3 separate regions of the Mus musculus genome follow, and all the other regions are linked to region 1. Evidence: chromatin contacts called from public HiChIP or PLAC-seq data. All regions are on one chromosome and are shown on one strand. Each heading gives the region's core, a stretch centred on a gene start, on an enhancer-like site or on the middle of the called end of the contact. The rest is flanking DNA. Distances are from core to core; before and after follow the strand shown. Region 1 has its middle 19 kb from the start of Gm35143. Region 2 has its middle 25 kb from the start of Gm35333. Region 3 has its middle 30 kb from the start of A530001N23Rik.

What was found. HiChIP or PLAC-seq counts read pairs in DNA pulled down with a chosen protein or histone mark.
Region 2: an H3K4me3 HiChIP or PLAC-seq map of craniofacial prominence shows a contact between it and region 1, with 5 times the contacts expected there. The contact joins two enhancer-like sites. A contact is called at or near these places in 3 of 115 datasets of contacts at active chromatin or transcription factors (craniofacial prominence, embryonic stem cells and stem cell-derived neural progenitor cells).
Region 3: an H3K4me3 HiChIP or PLAC-seq map of embryonic basal ganglia shows a contact between it and region 1, with 3 times the contacts expected there. The contact joins two enhancer-like sites. A contact is called at or near these places in 3 of 115 datasets of contacts at active chromatin or transcription factors (astrocytes, embryonic basal ganglia and embryonic stem cells) and 1 of 9 other capture datasets (embryonic stem cells).

What each region holds. Positions count from the first base shown.
Region 1 is chr13:59,969,708-59,973,203 of GRCm38.p6, forward strand. No RefSeq gene overlaps it. Among named protein-coding and RNA genes, the nearest start is that of Gm35143, 19 kb to the right of the region's middle. Within about 2 kb of position 1,809, at least 67 of the 459 cell types and tissues checked have an H3K27ac peak or open chromatin away from gene starts, as enhancers often do. A contact at or near this core is called in craniofacial prominence and embryonic basal ganglia, where this site is marked.
Region 2 is chr13:60,407,571-60,411,189 of GRCm38.p6, forward strand. No RefSeq gene overlaps it. Among named protein-coding and RNA genes, the nearest start is that of Gm35333, 25 kb to the right of the region's middle. Within about 2 kb of position 2,326, at least 98 of the 459 cell types and tissues checked have an H3K27ac peak or open chromatin away from gene starts, as enhancers often do. A contact at or near this core is called in craniofacial prominence, where this site is marked.
Region 3 is chr13:60,477,348-60,480,623 of GRCm38.p6, forward strand. No RefSeq gene overlaps it. Among named protein-coding and RNA genes, the nearest start is that of A530001N23Rik, 30 kb to the right of the region's middle. Within about 2 kb of position 1,819, at least 86 of the 459 cell types and tissues checked have an H3K27ac peak or open chromatin away from gene starts, as enhancers often do. A contact at or near this core is called in embryonic basal ganglia, where this site is marked.

The DNA of each region.
Region 1 (3,496 bases), core at 559-3,058:
TCCTCCTATGTGGAACTAATCTCTCCTTCCCTGGTGTGTCTTGTGCCTCTTTGTTCAGCTCTTTTGCTTTTTACCACATTCTGTCTCCTAGGGCAGCTACGTTGCTTGTCATTGACAAGAACAGTGAGTTCTTTGGACATGATGCTGGTTCATAGTTACAGCTTCTCCAGAAAGCTGCTTTGCAAGGGGGAAACTGGAAGATGCCCTGTTCTGATCTGCAGTACAGAAAGCTGGTGCACAGGGGGAATGGATGGATTCCCTGTCTGCAGTTGATGTGTCCCACTTTTGTGATGGGATGCAATGCTTTCATTTGTACCTCTACATATTTAAATAGACTCCGCTATTTGTCTTGTCAATCAAGTACACCGCTATTTCTTTTGGAGACCTGTGTTTTTCCCTTTCAGACTGTCAGGTATCAGGCACGGGTGTGGATACAGTCTCAGAGGCTGATTTTCCCATAAGGCTCATCTGGGTATGAAAAGCATATTTTATTATTTTATTTAATAGCCAAGGAGTTCAACAGCACAGATATCAGGAATTTCAACAGCTGTTTAGGAGCCAGGCCAGGTTCTGAACCTAGGACTGCATGACTCCAAATCTAACAGCACAAGAAGCTCTGCTAGTGAAAAAAGACTCACTATGTGTCCAAGGAGTGAGAAATATGTTTGTTGTTTCTAAAAGTCCTGAGATCTCCTTCCTGCTCCTTGGAAACCCTCGACTCCAGTGAGGTAGCTCCCCTTGCTCAGTTACCTGGGTGCTTCCTATAGGGACATGGATTTTCTCACTGTAACCCAGCACCGCAGGCTTTCAACCTTGCTAGATCTCTACAGTGAACCCCACTCTCCTCCAAGTACACAGAGCATCTTAGTTCTGAGTCACTCAACAACTGAATGCACAGGATGTCTGTCCACCTGGGCTTGCCAGGATATAGAGCTGAACATCTACGCCACGGACGCGCAGTAAGGAGCAGCTTGCCTGGCCGGATCTCCCCTACAGGCCCACAAGGCTGGAGCAGTTAGCAGTTCTTTCCTAGGTCCCTTTGGGGCATGACAGGGAAGTGAAGCTCTCTAGTTAGCTGTTTTCCAGGGCCTTTGGAGTTTCTTGCTTCCTTTTTCTTGATTTTGGTCTTTTTAGAGAAATCCCTCACTCTCTGCAGGAGCCAGCACCACTGAGGCACAGGCCAATAGAGGTGCTGGGCTCATTAACAAGGATTCAGTTTGGCTGAATATGCAAACGAAATTTCGGTGCTAGCAGGTTGGCTTTACCCTTCAGTTCTGCGGTTGTTTTTTTTAAGGCTCAAGTTTCTGATGCTGCCCTGTGATCCTCTGCTCCCCGAACCCACACTCCAGTTCCCCCAACCTCTCTACCCCGTTCCCCCGCCCCACCCCCACTGTGTTCCTTCCCACCCTGTGGCTCTCACCTTTGTTTTCCTTCCCCCCTCTCCCCACCTTTTCTCTCTTTAAGGGCAAAAAACAACTTCTCAGTGCGTGCCTGTCAAACTTTTTGGCCCTTAGGCTGAAAATCTTTTGGGTTCTTAAAAGTCCTGCCCTTCCCCACTGCTCACGCCCCCTCCTCCCCCTTCCAGGCTGGCTGGTTCCAGGACACTCCGTAGCCTCACCCCCACGCCAGCACGCAGTCTGATGTGGACCAGGTTGGACTGGATCTGGGGGCCTAATTACCACACGAAAATTAAAGAGGGGCAGCGACTGCTTTTAAACACTTAACAAAAGCGGTTCTCACCTGGCGAGTCCAGGAGTTTGTGCTGAGGCCCGAGCATAAGGCCCTCTGGCACTACCCTCTTTGTGTTTGATTTGCAAACCAGAAAGCACACGCCTCCATATGCATAATTGGATCCTCACGGTCTCCGCCTCAATGTGGCCGGGCAGTAGAAGTTTATTTATCCAGTGCCCATTCAAAGAAAAGCTGACGGAACACGAAAACTCCCACTTTGCCGTAGGATTAGATACTATGAAGTATTCCTCCCCCGGACTCTTTCAAAGATTTTTTTTTTTCCTAAATCTGCTTGGGAAGAAAAAGTAAATTGCCAGAAGTGAGATTAGTGGGGTATATTGTTCTTAGAGACAATGGCGTCTTTATGGCTCGGCTGGTATGAGCTCCCTGCTTCAAAAAAAATACCAGGGCTGGAGGTGTGGGGGTTCTTAATTGCCTACATCTGATCAACTGTCGGCAAAAAAAAGAGAAGAAAGAAATCTCTCTCATTCAGCTCTGCGCTAGCCTGGACCGAGTCCACTTGCTAATCAGTGTTTAATGAGGATGCTACTGGCCCTGTTGTACTTGCCTGCTGCGGCCACTAAGGTCCCTGGCCTCCTGTTTGTGCGGGGAGCCCTTGAGTCCTGCCACCCCACGAAGCAGGATGCAGGCTGCGATGGAAAAGTCCCGGCTTGGAGAAGTTAATTAAATTTAGGCCCTGGGCATTCCAAGTCACCGGAACCAAGGGTGGGAAGCCTCACCCACTGGCACACGGAGCTCTGAATGGCCGCACTCGGTGGTGGTAGCTGGGCTTCTGTGTGTCCCATTGCCAGCTCTCAACCCTGGGAATTATGTCCCCCTTCCCTCCACTGCACAGAATGAAAAGGCCAGCAGGACCTGGAACTGGGCACAGGCTCGAGAAGTGGGTGGGGGGTAAGAAGTTTCTGGAAACCGGTGATTCGACATCAATGTATCAGTCTCCCGGAGGTCCAGATGGGGTGCCACACACTGGCAGGGAATAGGGAGGTGCTGTTGAAAGACCAATTTGCTCTTTGAGTTACATTCTCATTGGTTCAAAAAAGATATAGCTTAAGCAAACAGTGGCCCGTTAGCTGAGCTAGCTACTCTTTTAGAAAAAAATTTGCCCCATAATCTCTACGGAAGGGACTGACAATGGCCGTGGTCTTGATGAAGATGCTGTGGCTTGCTGGCATGCTCTGGGGTTCAGAGAGGCCAGGAATCAGTAGAACACCCCCTCTCAGCTGTTTATGTATTCATTCATGATCAGCAAAGGTGTGAGGTAGGAAGGCCATGAAGGCCATGAAGGCCATGAAGGCCAGCAAAACATGAGGGTTAGCATGCTAGGGGTTCTCTGAAACCACGTGCCTTCTGAGGGGGAGTGCAGAGCCACAAATGACCCGTTGCTATTGGATATACATGTATGTCGTTGCTAGTTGTATTTGCTAGTTGTATATACAACCCAGGTTTTATATACATTTTTAGAACCCAGAGTCCCTTCCTCCTCTCCTCTCCCTTTCTTTCTCTGAGTGCTGCTTGCCTCTCCAGTTCTGTGATGTGTCCAACGTATTCTAGGCGCTCAACAAATGTGTATATGTAATTTAAAATAAAGTTAAAAATTTGAACTGTGCCGTGAGACGCTTAGGGATTCCCTGCAGTTGTTCGAAACACCCGTGTGCTTGGCTCTTTCTCGCAGTGATCAAGTCTTACGAAACTTTGAAACAATGTTGCACCAAGGGTCCTGACACTGATAGATAGACTCAATGCA
Region 2 (3,619 bases), core at 1,076-3,575, 440 kb after region 1:
CCAAGAAACCACTCTGCTTCTTGATGGCAGAAGCTCACACCAGGAGCATCAACTCCAGGGCTGTCACTTCAAGCTCACTTTCCCTATAACTGTGAAACGAATGGCGGTTTCCCCAGGTGTTGTTCACTCAAATGTATTTACTGAAAACTTAGGGTATGCCAGATACTCTAAGGTACTCCCAGTAAATAGAAAGAAATGATTGATAGATAAATAAAGCAGAGAAGGAGGGACCTGCCCACCATTAATGCCTGCTTAGATATACAGACTCCATTGGAACAATGAGGCTAACACCGCCTCCCCTCCTCACTCCTTCCCGGTTGATCCTCCCACTCCAGCATGGTACTGCCTACCTGAAGAGTCTCTGGCTTCAGCCCTTCTCTTGTTTGGCTTTCACCCAGTAAGTCTGACAAAGGAGCAGTCATTAGAACACATCTTCTTTGTATTCCTACAGTCAGGGGTTACAAAAGATGATCCAGGGAACCCTCCACATGCCTGGAGAAAGTAGCTTTACCTTTCTGTTCCAGTCAAGGATACATTTCACTTTATAGAACAGGGCCATCTCTCAACTCCAAGTGCAGGGCAGAAGAGAATGCGTTTGTACATGTGTTGCCAGCCTTGGCCATGGTCAAAAAGCACTTCTGTACTCTGGCTTTGTGGACAGGCTAGCTCTGCCTCCATCTTTGTCTCAAATGCAATAGCCATCCGTTTTCATCTATAATATCTGCTCTCTGTTGTTTTGAACACTTCGAGCATGACCTACTTCTACAATGTGACTTTTGGGGACTATACCTCCAGTCTCAGAAATGGGCCAAATGTCACTAACCTGGGCATCAAGGCACATAATCCACAGAGCCACAGAATGGGTGGAAGAAGGTGCCCGACTCACTTTTGCCAGCCAGAGACATCCCAGGAGTGAGTGAGTCCAGAAGGAAGTATCTTGCTCTTTGTCATTCTGGATGAGCTAGAGATAATGACCCTGGATTGATTATCCCTTGTTGGGGTGGGTATGAGACGCTACCTAAAAGAATAAGCAAACACTAGAGCATAGACATCTGAGCCATAGGAAAAGCGAACCTTAATGATTACACTGGAGTTCCTGAACACAGCTGGGGTTTCAGAGACAATGGATATATTCCCTTCATCCAAGGAGTTTAGGGCCTGTGGGTACCAGAGATGCTTCCTTCCATACTACAGTGGGGCAGAATTGGTCCTTCACACAGGGAAGCAGCACCTGGCAGAGGCAGAAACCCACTTAGGGAAAAAGAAGAAGGAGACCTGGGATGGTGAGGTTGTACAGGCAGGATGGCTGAGATGGCACAATTCAGGAAATGCCAGCTTCCTGGTGGTTTGAGTAGGAATGGCCCCCACAGACTTGTGTGTTTGCATGTTTGACCCATAGGGAGGGGCACTATTCAGAGGTGTGGCCTTGGAGGAAGTGTGTCACGGCAGGGGCTGGCTTTGAAGTCTCAGATGTTCAAGCTAGGTCGGGCGTGGGTCATTTGCTTTTCCTGCTGTCTGTGGATCCAGATAGAGAACTCTCGGCTCCTTCTCCAGCACCATTTCTGTCTGTCTGCCTTCCACCATGTTTCTTACACCATGACAAGGATGGACTGAACCTCTGAACTGTAAGCCAGCCCCAATTGAATGTTCTCTATAACAGTTGCTGTGGTCATGGTGTCTCTTCACAGCAATAAAGCCCTAAGGATAACACCAGGGAACAAGGGTATACAGGAAGCCAGTGGTATACTTACCAGAGGGCTGTTACTGAACACAATTCAAGAAATAGGGGGGACCCAAGGCAGGAGGCAGAGTGGGACAGACCAATAGCCGTCTTAATGGGCACCTTCAGCCAAACCAGCAGCAGGCAGTGTTCACCCTGCAAGCCCTCTGTCCCCACCCCTCTGCTTTGAACGATACCCAGAACTTTGGGATCCTGGAGTCCAGAGCAGCAGGAGATCGCTTATTCGCGTGTTCATAGCAAAATGAGCGAAAACATGGTTCATGCAGAGTCAGTATATGGGTTTTTTTGTTATTGATGTTGCTTTTTGTTTGGTTGGTTTTGTTTGTCTGTTTGTTGTTGATGGAATTAGTTACAGCCAGTCTCTCTTATCCCCATATTCCTAGTAATTCCAGGACTTGGATGGCGGGGTAGGGAGCCACAAAATTCCTCGTCATAAATCCTAGGGCCCATCCCCAACAGCCGAGGCTCAGATGCGAATCGTTTTTCATTTGGTCTCAAGTCATTTTTTGAAAGGCCTGTTTTTCATTAGGAAGGTAACTTGAGAGTCCCTGGGGGAAGGAAGGGGGTGTGCGCCAGGCAGAAGAGAGCTGATTTTCCCTTCTGACTCAGGCTTGCTCTTTCCCTGGCTCTCCTTGGTCTAAGTGCGGCCAAGCCTTTTGCAATTTATGGAGACAAAAGAAAGAGAGGGAGGGGGAGAAAGGGAGGGAAGGGAGAAATCACACATAAATCTTAGATTCCACAGCAATTTTATCGGTGTGTGTGTGTGTGTGTGTGTGTGTGTGTGTGTGTGTGTGTGTGTGTGTTTGCTTGCATATTTTCATAAAACAGGCACAGTCAAAAGGCACTGGCTTTTTTTTTTTTTTTTTTTTTGGCCACACGGGTGTCTGTCATGGGTTGAATACGTCCCAGGTGTGGCTCCTTCAGCATTCCGTGTACACATGGTTCTCATTACTGCATCCCCAAGGGCTTGGAAGCACGCGCTTCTACCTCCCCCACACAGCCACAACTGAGAACAGGCAGATGCCAACTGGAAGGGCAGTGTTAGAAAACCAGTACTGGAGATGAAGCCTGCACAGGCCTGTAAACTGCAAGCCATCTCCTACCCCACCGGGTCTCACAGGCCTTCTCTAAATGCCCATCCCTGAATCTACTGGTGACTGGACACAGAGATCCTAGGGCACAAGAGAACCAAGGCCTAAGGAGGCCACATCATATCTTCTGGTGACCACTTCATTGTCTGTCTGTGGGTCTGTGAATAAACTCATACTACTGTGATGAGAATATTTGGATTTTTAAAATGCTTTCATTTGACAATCTCTTCTCTAAAGGGCTATTTATAGTAAGCAGAGAGTTGAGGTTAGATCAAGAGCTCGGTGCTTACGAATGCTTTCTGCTCTTCCAGGGGACTTGGGTTTGGTTGCCAGCACCCAAGTCTCACAACTTCTGCTCCAGGGGACCCAGCACCATCTTCTAACATCCAGGTACTTGTGTACCTGCACAAACCCACGCACAAATGCACATGTGCACACATAACTAGGAGTAAAATTACATCTTAGTGATTCTCTTTCCTACTGTGATAATAAGGGGAAGAGAAGCAGCTCGGAGATTGTGCAAGCAGGCGGCCACGAGCCTTAATAAAGGATGCTTTGAGACTTGGGAAAGGTTCTTCTCCTCCTGCTACTTTGGCTTCCTCCTCTGGAAAACTGAGGGTTAAACCACATGATCCCTTGGCAGCCTCCACCATTGGAATACTGAGCTTCTCCTTATTGAATATAGGTCCTTAAAAAAAGAAAAGTAAAACTATAAAGATAAATGCAGGATTGACTATATAACCCTTATCCAAAAAGGTACAGGAACAGAAAGTGGGCATTGCAGTTG
Region 3 (3,276 bases), core at 569-3,068, 510 kb after region 1:
GTCCTGTGCATGTCTACAGCCTCTCTACTCAAGAGGGCTCCTGATACCTAGGGGAGACAGCCTCATTATGACACAAAGGCGGTTGGACACAGGTGCCTCTGGCTTCTTTCTCATCTCTAGCACTTGGAAGGCTTGTAAAAAAAAAATTCAGTGACTTGAAACTATAAAACCTGGATCTTCTTCATACCATAGACTGTACTCATCAGACAGATGTTCCAAGATTCCCAGTGGATGCCCCAAACCTTGAATGCTACCAAACCCTTACATACCAGGTTTCCCTCTATATATACACACATGTACAAAGCTTAAATAGAACAGTACTATCGCCCATTCATGAAACTTACATTAATATGACCCCAGTCTCTTGAAAGAGATAAGACAATATCGGGATGATGAGGACTGCAGACTTGTAAATGAGACAGACCACTGGGCAGCTCCTTCTTTAATTCTTGTGTTTGATTCCTGTGCCTCATGAGAAAAACCGTCATCATCTTTGTTTTACAAAACTGAATGTACCTGCTGCCTGTAACATAATGTTTTAAAGAGTATCTTGTGGCGTGACTCACCTGGCTAATTAACATATATAGTGTGCCTTGTGTTGCTTTCTATTTGTGGCGAGAACATGTAACACACGGGTTCCTTAGCATTTTCCAAGAACACATTACAGAGCTGGGTATGACTCCATGGCAAAACATTTGCTTAGCGTATTCTTAGTTCCAGGGTCAAGAACTGAGAACAGAATGTTGTCCAGGTAAGGTAGTACAAACCCACTAAAGGAGGGCTCCTTCTGGTTACAAGGGGGGCATCTCTGGCCTGCGTGGAGACCTAACATTTCGGTTAGCCTGTGTCAATCACCTAGCCAAGGGACCACCCTTCAGGAAGGCCATGTCACCCCTGGGATTCCCAAGATCCCACCCCTAGCTGCATGTCGCTTTATAAGTCTATCTGCTTTCTGAATCATTCAGAAAATCCTAGCTTCCCCTCCTCATTTCTGTCTCATGTCTTAGGATGCTTTGCCAGCACTTTGGGCTTCTTCAACATTGTGGTCTGCCTTACTCTTTTTCTAAAGCCTCCCTCTCTGCCATGTGGCTGCTTGTCCACATGGCCAACCGTGGTTTTCCCTTTCTCTCCTCAAGTCTTCTCCTCTCTGAAGATGCAGAGGTGACAGCTTGCCTGCTCGAAAGGGATGCTCTCTTAAACCCTGGTAAAACTGTCTCAAAGCCGTATGTGTTCATCCATTCTTAAAGTTTTAAAGGTTTTGAAAACCATGCGCAGGGCTATTTTGCCTGGATCTGTGTCTCTGTCTCACTTCAGCGTTTGGTACGCACAGGGGCTAGAAGAGGGGTCAGAGCCCTTGGAATCTGAGTTACAGACAGTTGTGAGCCATTATACACGTACTGAGACTCAAACCTGGATCCTCAGCTCCCAGTGCTCTTAACCACAGAGCCACTTCCTCGGCCCCCTTTTAAATTATTTTATTAAAGAGACTAAACGCCCCAAAGTACCATCTGGTAACCAAAGAGAGGCTTCCCAAATGCCAGTAACAATAGTTGGACACACCATACTCCTTACCACAGTCTTCGAGTTACCATGCGCAACGGTTCTGTTCACATGTTCACATGTAAGATTTCCATACTCGCCACTGATTTTCTGAACATCGGTGAACTCTAAGGGTATTCCTGAATGTAGTCTGGGAGAAACCGAGTCATCATTACACTTTGACTTTATAATAAGAAATCAAACTTCTGGGGCACCTGCTCTGCAGGACCATCGTCCATCTCCGATTTATAATACTGTTGTCCATAAGATGGGGCCAAAGAGCCACAAAGCGTAACACCCCTCTGGAAGAACCAGGCTGCTTCAAGGGCTAAATCCCTCCATTTTCTGGAAAAAAAAAAATGTGACAGAGATGGGGTGGGGCGGGGTGGGGGACCCCTGAACTTGGCTCCCGTGGGTCTGTCTGTCTTTCCTGTTTCTACCACCCAACTGACAGTCCACAAGGGTGAAAATGGATACGGAAACTGTTTCACCTGGAAGGATTTCTGCCAATTTTTTAAACACAGAGAACCACAGAGAAAGTAAACGAAGAGGCTCCAATGCGCGAACAACTGTCAGTGGTATTTACGAGGGAATAAAGCTCCGGCCATCACAAAAACCCAGATTGCCAGAGCTCTTGATCGCCGGTTTTAATCAAAATGCAGCCAGCTGCCTGTGTTTAATGTTAATTGTGGAGTTCTGTATCTCAGCCAATCACTGCACTTCTGAGCTGGCACCGTGACAAAAACAAGCCAGACACCAAATTCTTATCCTGACTCATTTGGCTGAGGTGGGGTAGGGTGGGGTGGGGAGGGGTGGGGTGTAAATCACTTACAGGTCTGGTCAGTGTTGGTATGAAGGACTTAGCTGGTTTTGTAATGCTAAACAACCTCTATGCCTGACATTTTCTTTCCGTCTTCAAGATGCACCTGCAGTGCAGTTAGAAACCTACAGAACCCGCAGTTCGCACTTCCTGCTACCAAAAGGCCATGTAGCATCTTCGTGAGATAATGTTTTTATGTTGGGGTCCACTATTGCCCAGAGAAGCTGCTTTGCTTTGTAGCTTCCTCTACTCCCTGACCAGTGCCCTGGGTTGTAATTTAGAGAAGTTTCCCTTTTCTCTCAGATTGCTTAACACTCCAAGCACCCAGCCAATCCCCACCCCCACCCCCACCCCCACCCAGCGGGAGGGGTACCTCTGGTCTGGAAGGTAAGCAATGCAGATGAGCTGGAGTGAATGGAAATGTCCAGCAAGAAAAATAGAACCCCTTTCCAACTTCCCACAGTCCTGTCCTCTCTCCTCATCTCCATAAATGGTTGGTGAAATAGATGTCTTCCTGACAGTCTCTAAAGGAGCTGCGGGTTTCTAGAGTTACCTCAGGCACGTGGTGAGTGCACAACGAAACCTTCTACAGCCTTGAGCCGGACTCAAAGAGATCTGACAATGCAAAGACAGTGTCAGTGATTGGCCGCGATGCTTAGCAACTAGTTTGTCCCTCTCTGGTCTTTTACATATAGACTGTAGTTAATATTTAAACAAATGTAAGCAGACCCACGGGTTGATTAAATTAAGTCTTCTCCAGCTCGATTTACATAACTTGCAGTAATCAGAACGGGGAGAGAGAGAAAGTGGAACTGGGCAGAGAGGTACACTTTGCAGTCGTTTGGAATCAGGAGTAATTGCAGCGAGCTTCTAAGTTCTGCTGTTATTGAAGGAAGGCCCAATTGGCTGAGGCTAAC